Linked DNA regions of Mus musculus: region 1 is linked to region 2. Evidence: chromatin contacts called from public HiChIP or PLAC-seq data. All regions are on one chromosome and are shown on one strand. Each heading gives the region's core, a stretch centred on a gene start, on an enhancer-like site or on the middle of the called end of the contact. The rest is flanking DNA. Distances are from core to core; before and after follow the strand shown.

Region 1 (4,896 bases), core at 585-3,084, 110 kb before region 2:
TATTGGCTTCATCACTGAGCCATTTAAACGCACAATCCAAGCTTCCTGTCTTCTCGATAATAACTCTGGACCTCATGGAAAGTCTGGGTCTGCCCATACAAAGAGTAGAGAATAATTGGAGTAGTTATTCCAATTATTGAGGCCAGCAACTAAACTTAAAATAACTATATTAATGAGCTCCATGGCTCCACATCACAGGGCATGTCTGGAAATGGCCGAAAACAAGGGATCAGATTCTCTTCAGTGTATTAAGTGCTGTTATTGGTGATGGGAGGGTGTGTGCTTTAAAGTTGTTGATTCTAGGTTTTTTTTTTTAATATTTTACATTTTGGGTCAGTTATTTGCTTTTTAATTAAGGGCAACAAGAATGGCATTCTAGGAAAGACAACTTATTTCTCAAAAGAAGTATGGAGGAAAAGGTTCAGATGTCTTCCACGGGTATGTTATGAGTGCGAAGGCGACAAGAACATTACTTAACATGTGGGCATTTTTTTGTGTTTTGATGTCATTGGTTCTAACGTGACTCCTTGCCATTGCTTTGTGTTTACTTAAAACAAGTTTATTTTTTACAATTTTTAATTGTCAAATATTTTAAAATTTGTTATTTTACGTTATGTGTATGAGTGTTTTGCCTGCACGTATGTGTATGTGTATATGTACGTATGTGCAGCACGTGTGTACTTGCTGTGTTCAGAGGTGAGAAGAGGGCACTGGCTTCCTTGGAACTGCAGTTATAACTGATTGTGAGCTGCCATGTGATGCTGGGAACGGAATCTGGAGCCTCTGAAAGCACAGGAAGTGCTCATAACAGCTGAGGCATTTCCAGCCTCTACTTATTGTTCATGTTAATTATTTATATCATGTTCTGTTACTAGGGAAAAAAAATCCATGAAAGGGGACTCTAATGCAGAAGAAACTCTGGTCCCAACCCCAGTGTGAAAGGACAACCTTACTGCCTTTGGTCTTTTGCTTGGGTGTGGATGTCGATACTTCAGGTGGGCAGACCGGACATTGTGTTGTTGTGTTATCCTTCTGTCTTTCAAGAGTTTTTAAATTGCTCCTGAGGAAGTGGTGTTCAGACTTTAGCTGTATAAAACCACATACCTGCTTTAGACATCACAGAGCGCCTGTGTCTAGAGAAGTCAGTGCCTGTCTAGCATGAACTCTGCTTCTGTGCACAGGACACCAAAACATGAATGTCAAAATAATACATTTCATGAGGCTGTTTGAAAGTGTTTACCTGGTGACCTGTACAGAAATCCAAGTAGATAGATATTTAAAGTATTCAAAGTAAGGGAGGCTCTGCTTTGTTAGAGTGTAAACCCCAAGGAAGGGAGAAAATGTCTAAAATGTCCTGCTGGTCATGGGCATGTTGGTTGGTGTTAGGCTCTCGGTTGGTTCCTTATTTGGAGTTTGACTTTGTTTCCCAGTGACAAATGTCTTGGAAGGAATGGTGAACCTGGAGACAAAAGGGCTTTACCAGGAACTGAAGGAAAGACCAGACCACACTCTTCATGAGCAGAACTTTGCAAAACACTGTTCCTGCTTTCTAGCTGGTGTGCTAGAGCCTGTGACTTGGCCAAGGTGTCTGAAACTCTTCTACATAAAGCAGTGCTGGGCAGCAGCCTCAGGAGTTCGTGGTCTATGCTATTCCCATGGCCGTCCTTCTCCTGTGTCTCACCTTCATAGATTCAGCTGTTGGATGACTGGAGAAGAGTCAGGTTCCTATCAGTTCTGTAAGGCCGAGCATTTAAAACGTGTTGATCAAGAGTATGAAACAAATGAGAACAGGATGGTCCAGATTCTTCTTCCCTGACTCATTCTCTCCAGAGTCTCAGAAGAAACTTGGAGATTCCAAGAAAGCCCCCAGTTTGTGGGGAGGATGAAGAGGTTCCAGAAACGAATAAGAGTTGGCAGCTTAGGGTTGTGAACCTGTCAACGCCTTGAGACAGAGAAACAAATGGCTGAGATCTGGAGCGTAGAGGAACATTTTAAAACCAAGGACTTCTGCCAAAGATTCCTTAATATCCACTCCCCTTAAAATCACAATATTACAATAAAGGCACAATGGAATTCAAATACATTCAATGTACAAACAGCACGGAAGGAAGACTTACCCCTTCCCTGGAGGCAGAAAGAAGTTATGAGCCTAAGGTTTTACTTTTCCATAGAAAGGTAACCAGAATTTTACTATAAACTGATTTAGGCTCTAAGAGCGTAGGAGACAATGAAGACTTTATAAAAAAAGATCACAGAGTAGAATTAGTTTAACAATCACTCCCTTCATATATAAAAGCAATATGGTGAACTATGCAGAAAGCCAAGTAGACAAACATTTAGAGTATTCAAAGTGGGGGAGGCTCTGTTTTGTTAGAATGCAAGCCCAAAAGTAGGGAGAAAATGTCTAACATGTCCTACTGGTCATGGTCAGGTTTGAAAGTTATAGGGCATGGTGTTTTGTTTAAGCTTGGATCCTTATGAAAGAAACAGGGACATCCAAAATATTTGGATTAAGTTTCTAGTAACACAGTCCTAACTTTGCCATCACCCTGACCTTTATTAGCTTTTTTTAAAAAATTCACTTATATGATAATTACTCTAGTAAAGTTACAATATTATAATCCATAGATTTTGAGAAAGTAAAGCCAACATGAATGTGCCTAGGTATCCTTAATCCCCAGACCAATATCATTGCTGAAGATCAAAGACGTAACTAGGAAACATCTAGCTCTAATGCTATTTGGGTGTGACAGCTGCCTCTGTACTTTGAATAGATCAATAACATTCATCTTTTCAGACACTTCCAAACACACTCTCTTGAAGTAACAGACATATACTTCTCACACATGGTTGTGTTGATTAAGAATGATGTATTGGGGTTTCCCCATCAGTTATTTTTAATTGTGACACATGGCACTTGCTACATACCATGTCCTCAAAGTTATCTATGTTTACTGGGAGTGTCATATTATAGAGATCTACAGTATGCCAGAGAACATGTTGGACCCATTTTCACAGATTTGTCTCAGTGGGAACCATGGTGATCATTATTTGTGCACGCCTGGGCATGCGCGCACACACATACGCGCACACACCCCCTGCCTTACCCTGGAGATAGACTGAAGCATGAAATGAGCCACCACAAAGTGATGTGCTATTAATTTATTTATACTTCTGGCTTGGGATTTTCCTGACTTGGTGTGGGGAGATGTTAGGTTTTATGTCTTTTGCTGAGCCTTGCTTTTTTGTTTGGATCAAACTGGAAAATGGGCCAGCAGTGTCTCTGAGAAGACTGTATTGTCCTTTTACATCTTTAAGAATCTCAGGGGAATCCACCAAATTGAGTATATTATCTAGACCTCAACACAACTACTAGTGGGCAACAACTACTTACTCTGGTGAAATCAAACAGTATTACATTTAATTTGAGGTCATCCACAAACTACAACCACTCAAGGAGAACTGTCAAAAGAAAAGAAAGTTCACTTAAGATACCATACTGGGAACATCACACATAGAGAATGTAGTATCCCTGTCTCTGGGGGCCTGAAGGACTACTCATGTAATCCTTGCCTGTCTAATAGAAAGAAAACCTAGAAAGGCACTATACCTAACAGAACAGCTGTGGAAACAAAAGGCCAGAAAGAATTATGTAGAATACAAAGCAGAACAAATGGCCAGGACTCACTTGAGAAGACAGGAAGCAGAGATGGTTGTCTTTGAAGGACAGATATTTTGATATTTGTATCTTACATTACTAGGATTAAATCAAGAGGTATTCTGAAGACATCTTCTATAGTATGAGTGGGGATGAGAGCATCATATCACACTCCATCTGATACCTTTATGGGAAATTCACAGAACAGAGATGGTGTTACAGGACACGGAGCAATAACACGGGGCCCATGGATGGGAACAGGCCACCATTCAGTATCCAGGACCGCCAAGACATCTGTCCCTTGGGGCTCTGCCCAGTGCTGGTCTCAAGGTACTGATCGTAAGCACTTTGCTCCCAACATCTTTGGATTCAGTACTGAAGTCTCTTTCTGTACTGCTCTAGGAGATGTGATCTAAACCTCACTCTGTGATTTCCTGCCCACCGCCTTAGGTTGGCTTTCTGCTTCAGTGCTGGAAATGTGAAGAAAGAACTAGAGTCACCAGAGACCTGCAAGGCAGTTTGCAAATGCTCATTTGTTAGTGAGCCATCATGCCACACGTGACTGTTGCAGATGCTGTTGGTACAGATGGTCAAGGCCTGGCGCCTGGGGGTGTCTTCCTGAGGCTGGGGAGCAGGAAGGGGACAATCAAGTTAACCTCTCTGTGTCTTTCTTGTCATCATCGTCCTGCCTGGCCATTTGCTCCTCTCTGCATGTGTTCCCTGTGCCAAAAAGCTGCTTCATTCTGTGTTTCCTCAGGCCCAGTCTTCATAGCCAAGACCCAGCATCTGGGTAAAGCCAGCATGTGACAGATTTATGCTTAGGAAGGACCAGACCCCAGCAGCTCTTTCAGAATATGGGAACACAGTGACAGGTTTGGTGGCCCTGGCAGCATGGAGACAGCTTTGGGTACGTGCTTGCAGGGTTTGGCTAAGCACCCTGCGTGGTCTGTATGGACCGTGTGAAGAACTTTTGCTGAATGTCTGCAGCACAGCAGCCCGACCTCAGGGCTTGGCAGCCACGCTCTCCAGCTCTCAGTTTGGTACAAAGTGCTATCATTACTGTTTGGAAGTCGCTCCTCCGTATAATGCGAAGGACTTCCAGGAAAAATGCTAGGAGTCACAAACAAAGCCATTACAAAACACAGGGTGATACGAACGCACACATCTTTGCAGGCTGTCGTCCGTTCCCCTCCCCCCCCCCTGCGCACCCCTGTTTTTCCTTTGATTTGACCTTCAGA
Region 2 (4,573 bases), core at 1,985-4,484:
ACTGTTGGCACTGAGTAGGTCCTGCCAGGCCTTGTGCTTTGTGGAGTGGCATCTGGTCATCCTCATGGGAACAAAAGAGCAGGCAGAGCTGACCAGTTCAGTCAGCACCTCTCCTTTCTCTTAGTTATCCAGTCTATCCCAGACAGTGGGCTAGCCCCAGAAAGTGGACACTTCTATTTGCTTATAAAATACCCAAGTGCTAATAAGCAAATATATGGTTTATATCAGAAAACACAAAAGATGCAGGTTATCTAATTTTGCTTTTCTTATTTTTTAAAGGAAGATGATCTCACTTTTTAAGAACACTGGTATAAGGCTTAGGATAAATTCAATTCCATGTATTTTAAAATGTTAGCTATTTGGGGGATAAATTTACTTCATTGTAAATTCTTAAGGCTCAGGATAATTTCTGGCTTATGGTCCAGAATTGTTTCCAGATGAATGAAAGAATAATTGAATGAATGAATGAATGAATGAATGAATGAATGAATGAATGTCTTAGGATTTGAAATAGCCAAGTTTTGGGTTTCTCAGGATGTTTATCTATGCAGAATCTCTGTTTCTTTCATGATGGTTGGCAGTTACAGTACACAGACTGAAGGGAATAGGGGGTGAAATAGAAAAATAGTTCTCATATTCGTAGAAAGCACCTGTTAGGATTTAGGGAGCATGTTTAATATTTATGAAACTCGGAAAACCTTCTGGGCAAGACAATGACTCACAGCTCGTGAAGAGGTAAACTTATGTGCCATTCTGTAACAGGTATGCGTTAAGTACCATATGTGTTCTTGACGTTGTATGTGTGTAAAACATTGTTTAGGAGTCAGGAGTCATTTTCTTTCCCACGGATATTCTTTGTCTGATGCAATGAATTCAACCAATTTCTTTCTTTTTCCTTTCTATCTATAGGAAAGAAATGCTCTTAAAACTAATATATACTAGGTCTTTCTTTACAAAAACGTTTAAAATTATGTTGGCTCCACACAATGTAATCTGTGGCTTAGGTCCCATGAAGAGTCACTTTGCCAAGTGACAAGCACATATTCCTTTTGTTTCTTGTTCGCTGAGATGACCGAACCTCTGCTCCTGGGGTGTGCACAGCCATATTGGTATGCCAAGTGCATCAGGGAGCACAGAAGTCATTTGGGAGCTAAAAGTAAGAGTTATCTGCAAACAGACACAGTAGAACTATCTTGGAAGATATGGAGTAGGGGGGCAGATGTTTTACTTAGTCCATTGGTTCTCAAGCTTGCTGGTCTTGGGATCTCTTCACATTCTTAACAGTTAGTGGTGACCAGGCTATGCTTATAAACATCATAAAATGTTCTAGATACAAGGATGCAGATTCTATTGGTCATAAAGATGATGAAAACATCGTCTGACTTCTTGTCTCCAGAAAAACTACACTGTACATGAGTAGACAGTTGAGCATTGTTATAAAGGTATTTTTAATACACAAATCCTGGAAGGGACTCAGAGCCCCCAGACCCCTGCACAGCACCATGAACCACTGATGTCACTCATTCAGGAGACAAAACAGTCATCCATACCAGTCTCCAGAGGGGTCAACCAAGACAGAGTAGTGACACTTGGCTGGTAGAGGCTAAAGAATCTCATGTGGACTGTGTCTGCCTCAGTGACAACTCCAGCCTGCATTGCAACAAGCATGCACCGTGAAGAGCCAGTGTGCAGGACATGGTATTTAGAGAGTGACCTTTTCACCTCTGAAATACTTGAAAGTGGTGACCTTCTCTTCCTGAAATGACCCTTGACTCACAGACCAGTGTCCCAGTGCTTTCTTCATGGTGTCTGCCTCTGGAAATCATTAGCTTCTGGGTGTAGTGAAGAATTTGGGGCTCAGTTGCTTCAAAGTTGCCTCAAAGCCCAGTCCTCAAAAATCCATGAACTGTGTCAGACACAGCACAAAATGCATATCCACTGAGGAAATGCTTGACTTGATATTATGTAAGTTTGAATTCAGTTAACTTTATAAATGCTCATTGAATGGATGAAAACTAAAGCCCAACGTTGACTTATGACTAGCTGTAGACTTAGAGAAGCAGATCTTGTCTTAGGACAGGATGGAAATTCTTTCCTCTTTCCAGTAGAGAGGGGCACTGGGTGGGCTCACTCCTCATCGACAGTTCTTCTGAGATTGGTACAATAGCCAGGGGCAGAGCTAGCTATCAGATGCAGGAAAGGCAGGATGCCTTAAAAGTAAAGAAAACTTAACTTTCAAATTATTAACACAAGCATTAGTCTTCATTTTTTACATGCTACAAAACCAGTTTTAAATGCATATATAAGAATATGTATGTGAAATTCATAACATTTTACAGGTTTGTTTTCTCCTTTCTTTTCCTTTTATTTCCTCCCTCCCTCCCTTTCTTTCTCCTTTCTATTTTCCTTCTGATTTTTATTTTCTTAAAAAAAAAAAAAAGAGTTTTACCATTTATCCAAGGTTAGCCTTGAACTCATGAACCTCCTGTCTCAGAGTACTAAACACTGTGGTTACTCCATGTCCTTGCCTACGATATGGTTTCACAGCTCCAAAGTGTCCAAGGATAAAGTCTGGGACATCATCAGCTCCCCCGTCAGACTTCCTTGAACAAGAGTCTAAAAGGGAGAGTCAAACAAGTGGCGCCATCAGAAGTAAGAATTTGCTGAGTTACATGTGGCAAATTTTAAGGTGGTTCTTATGAGGCTCATTTACAGATAAGAATATGGAGAACCAGAGAAAAAAGGAACTCACTGGGTTACAGAGCTAATTATGGCTTAGGTTTTTTTTTTTTTTTAGGTTTCTTTTTATGGGTCCAACCTGAAGAAACACTCTACATGGCCAAATCTAATGTTGTCACTAAAGCTGCTATGAGGAACTGCAGGCCCAGCAGAAGGCACAGCCAAGACTGAAGGCTACTGTCATGGCTGAGGCAATCACCAGCATCTTGTATGGGGAAGGATAGAGGGAGCTGAGAGGTGAACAGAGACTACTGGCTTTGGAAATAGATCCATACAGCCTCTAGCCCTGCAAAGGGCATCCTTTATCACCCACAGCAAGCTCAAGGGCATTAAGAACCTTACCGTGATCTCTTTGGTATCTACAAGATCCCTAAAAGGTAACACAGCCACTCAGCTCCCATTGCAATCTCCGTGGTTCTGAGTGGCTGGGACAAAGCCTGCTGGAGGGAAAATCTGCCCCACTTCAGATGCTCATGCTGGCTCTGACACATGCTGCAAACAAGCAGCTTCCCACTGTCCATCCATTTCCCATTTTCCTCATTTGGTTAAACCACTCACTCAGTACTGGGAGCTTCCGTTTTTTTCCCTCATCTTGAACATCACGTACTGTTCCAGCCCACAGCCAGCCACCCAGGAAGGAAGCACAGTGTTCCTGGTCAGCCATATGGCCACATTGTTGAAAAGCTCTGTAAGTCATGTTATCTGAACCCCATTAAAAAAGATCTATGAGAACTTGAGGCACACAGTGTGGTTGGTTTCATCCTTATCTCTGGTCTGCTTACCTCATAATAAATGTGAAGAGAAAAATGGGGAAGGCAAAAGAGGGCATGTAAGGACACCAGTGGGGTTGGTGACCAAGCAGAGACCTCTTCTCTTATCTCCATCAAGATTTTCTAAACTCAGTTATAACATAGCAGCTACATATGCCAGACTTCACTCCAGTTGGGACCAACTGGGAATCTAAACTTGTCTGTCCTTTACTGTAATCAACTCGCTATTCAAAATAGAATCACATGCTTATCATTTTTAATATTACTTGAAACATTTTTATTTTCCTTTCCTAACTCCAATAACATCAATTATTTTGGCGTTTATATGCAGACATAAAAAAGCTGTTGCTGTAAATGTGTCTTTCTTGGGGAAAGAAAAGAAACACACACAGCATGTTCTAGATCTTGTGTTTATACTTTCTTGAGGTGTCTTATTCCCTCCCCCAAATCTGTGCTTTAAGCCAGCTGTTTACCCTGATTTATACCGAGAGAACTAGGAAATTCTAATGAAACAGGTAAAAACATTTATAACAAAGGCTGTGATTTGCTGGGGTCTCTTCCACCTAAGAGGCAGTGTTTTTGCATTTTGTGGCCAAAATGGTTAATGAGGTATAAAGGTCAAGAGAAACTTAAGTTGTCCGTGGCATAGGAAGAAGTATTTTTCTTTTTCTTGCTGTCCTAGGAAGTTTAAAAAAAATACTCCCTATTCTAGACAGCTAGAATCTTTGATGGTGTGCATATGCGTGCCTGCAGCTGTGTGCGCGTGCCTACCTGTGCATCTGCATATGGACTTGTGAGTGGAAAGAAGGGATCATTTGCCTCACATAACAGCTCACTCTGCACACTTGCATCTGTGAGACTTGATCTCTATTCATCTCTGCTTTGGCTGTTCAGCGCTGCTCTCTCCTGAGCCTTGGGATAGGTTTGGTTTTCTAAGAACCCTGCACAACACTTTGGGCTGCAAGTCACTCCCTCTTCCTGTCAGCTAATTTTTCTTTGTGTGTCTCTGTGTCTTTAACTTCTTGATTGTTGCTGGCAGTCTCCAAGAGTGCAGAAGAAGATGT

Evidence for each region. HiChIP or PLAC-seq counts read pairs in DNA pulled down with a chosen protein or histone mark.
Region 1: an H3K27ac HiChIP or PLAC-seq map of heart atrium shows a contact between it and region 2, with 6 times the contacts expected there. The contact joins two enhancer-like sites. A contact is called at or near these places in 1 of 15 datasets of contacts at CTCF or cohesin (the NIH/3T3 cell line), 8 of 484 Hi-C or Micro-C datasets (cranial neural crest, embryonic fibroblasts, myocytes and 2 more), 3 of 115 datasets of contacts at active chromatin or transcription factors (cardiomyocytes, heart atrium and large pre-B cells) and 1 of 9 other capture datasets (embryonic trunk).

Annotation. Positions count from the first base shown.
Region 1 is chr6:51,078,234-51,083,129 of GRCm38.p6, reverse strand. No RefSeq gene overlaps it. Among named protein-coding and RNA genes, the nearest start is that of Gm31746, 19 kb to the right of the region's middle. Within about 2 kb of position 1,834, at least 13 of the 459 cell types and tissues checked have an H3K27ac peak or open chromatin away from gene starts, as enhancers often do. A contact at or near this core is called in heart atrium, where this site is marked.
Region 2 is chr6:50,972,287-50,976,859 of GRCm38.p6, reverse strand. It overlaps Gm38809 (a long non-coding RNA gene), which reads left to right. Exons shown (of 3, transcript XR_869079.3): 3 at 2,798-3,476. Among named protein-coding and RNA genes, the nearest start is that of Gm38809, 16 kb to the left of the region's middle. Within about 2 kb of position 3,234, at least 19 of the 459 cell types and tissues checked have an H3K27ac peak or open chromatin away from gene starts, as enhancers often do. A contact at or near this core is called in heart atrium, where this site is marked.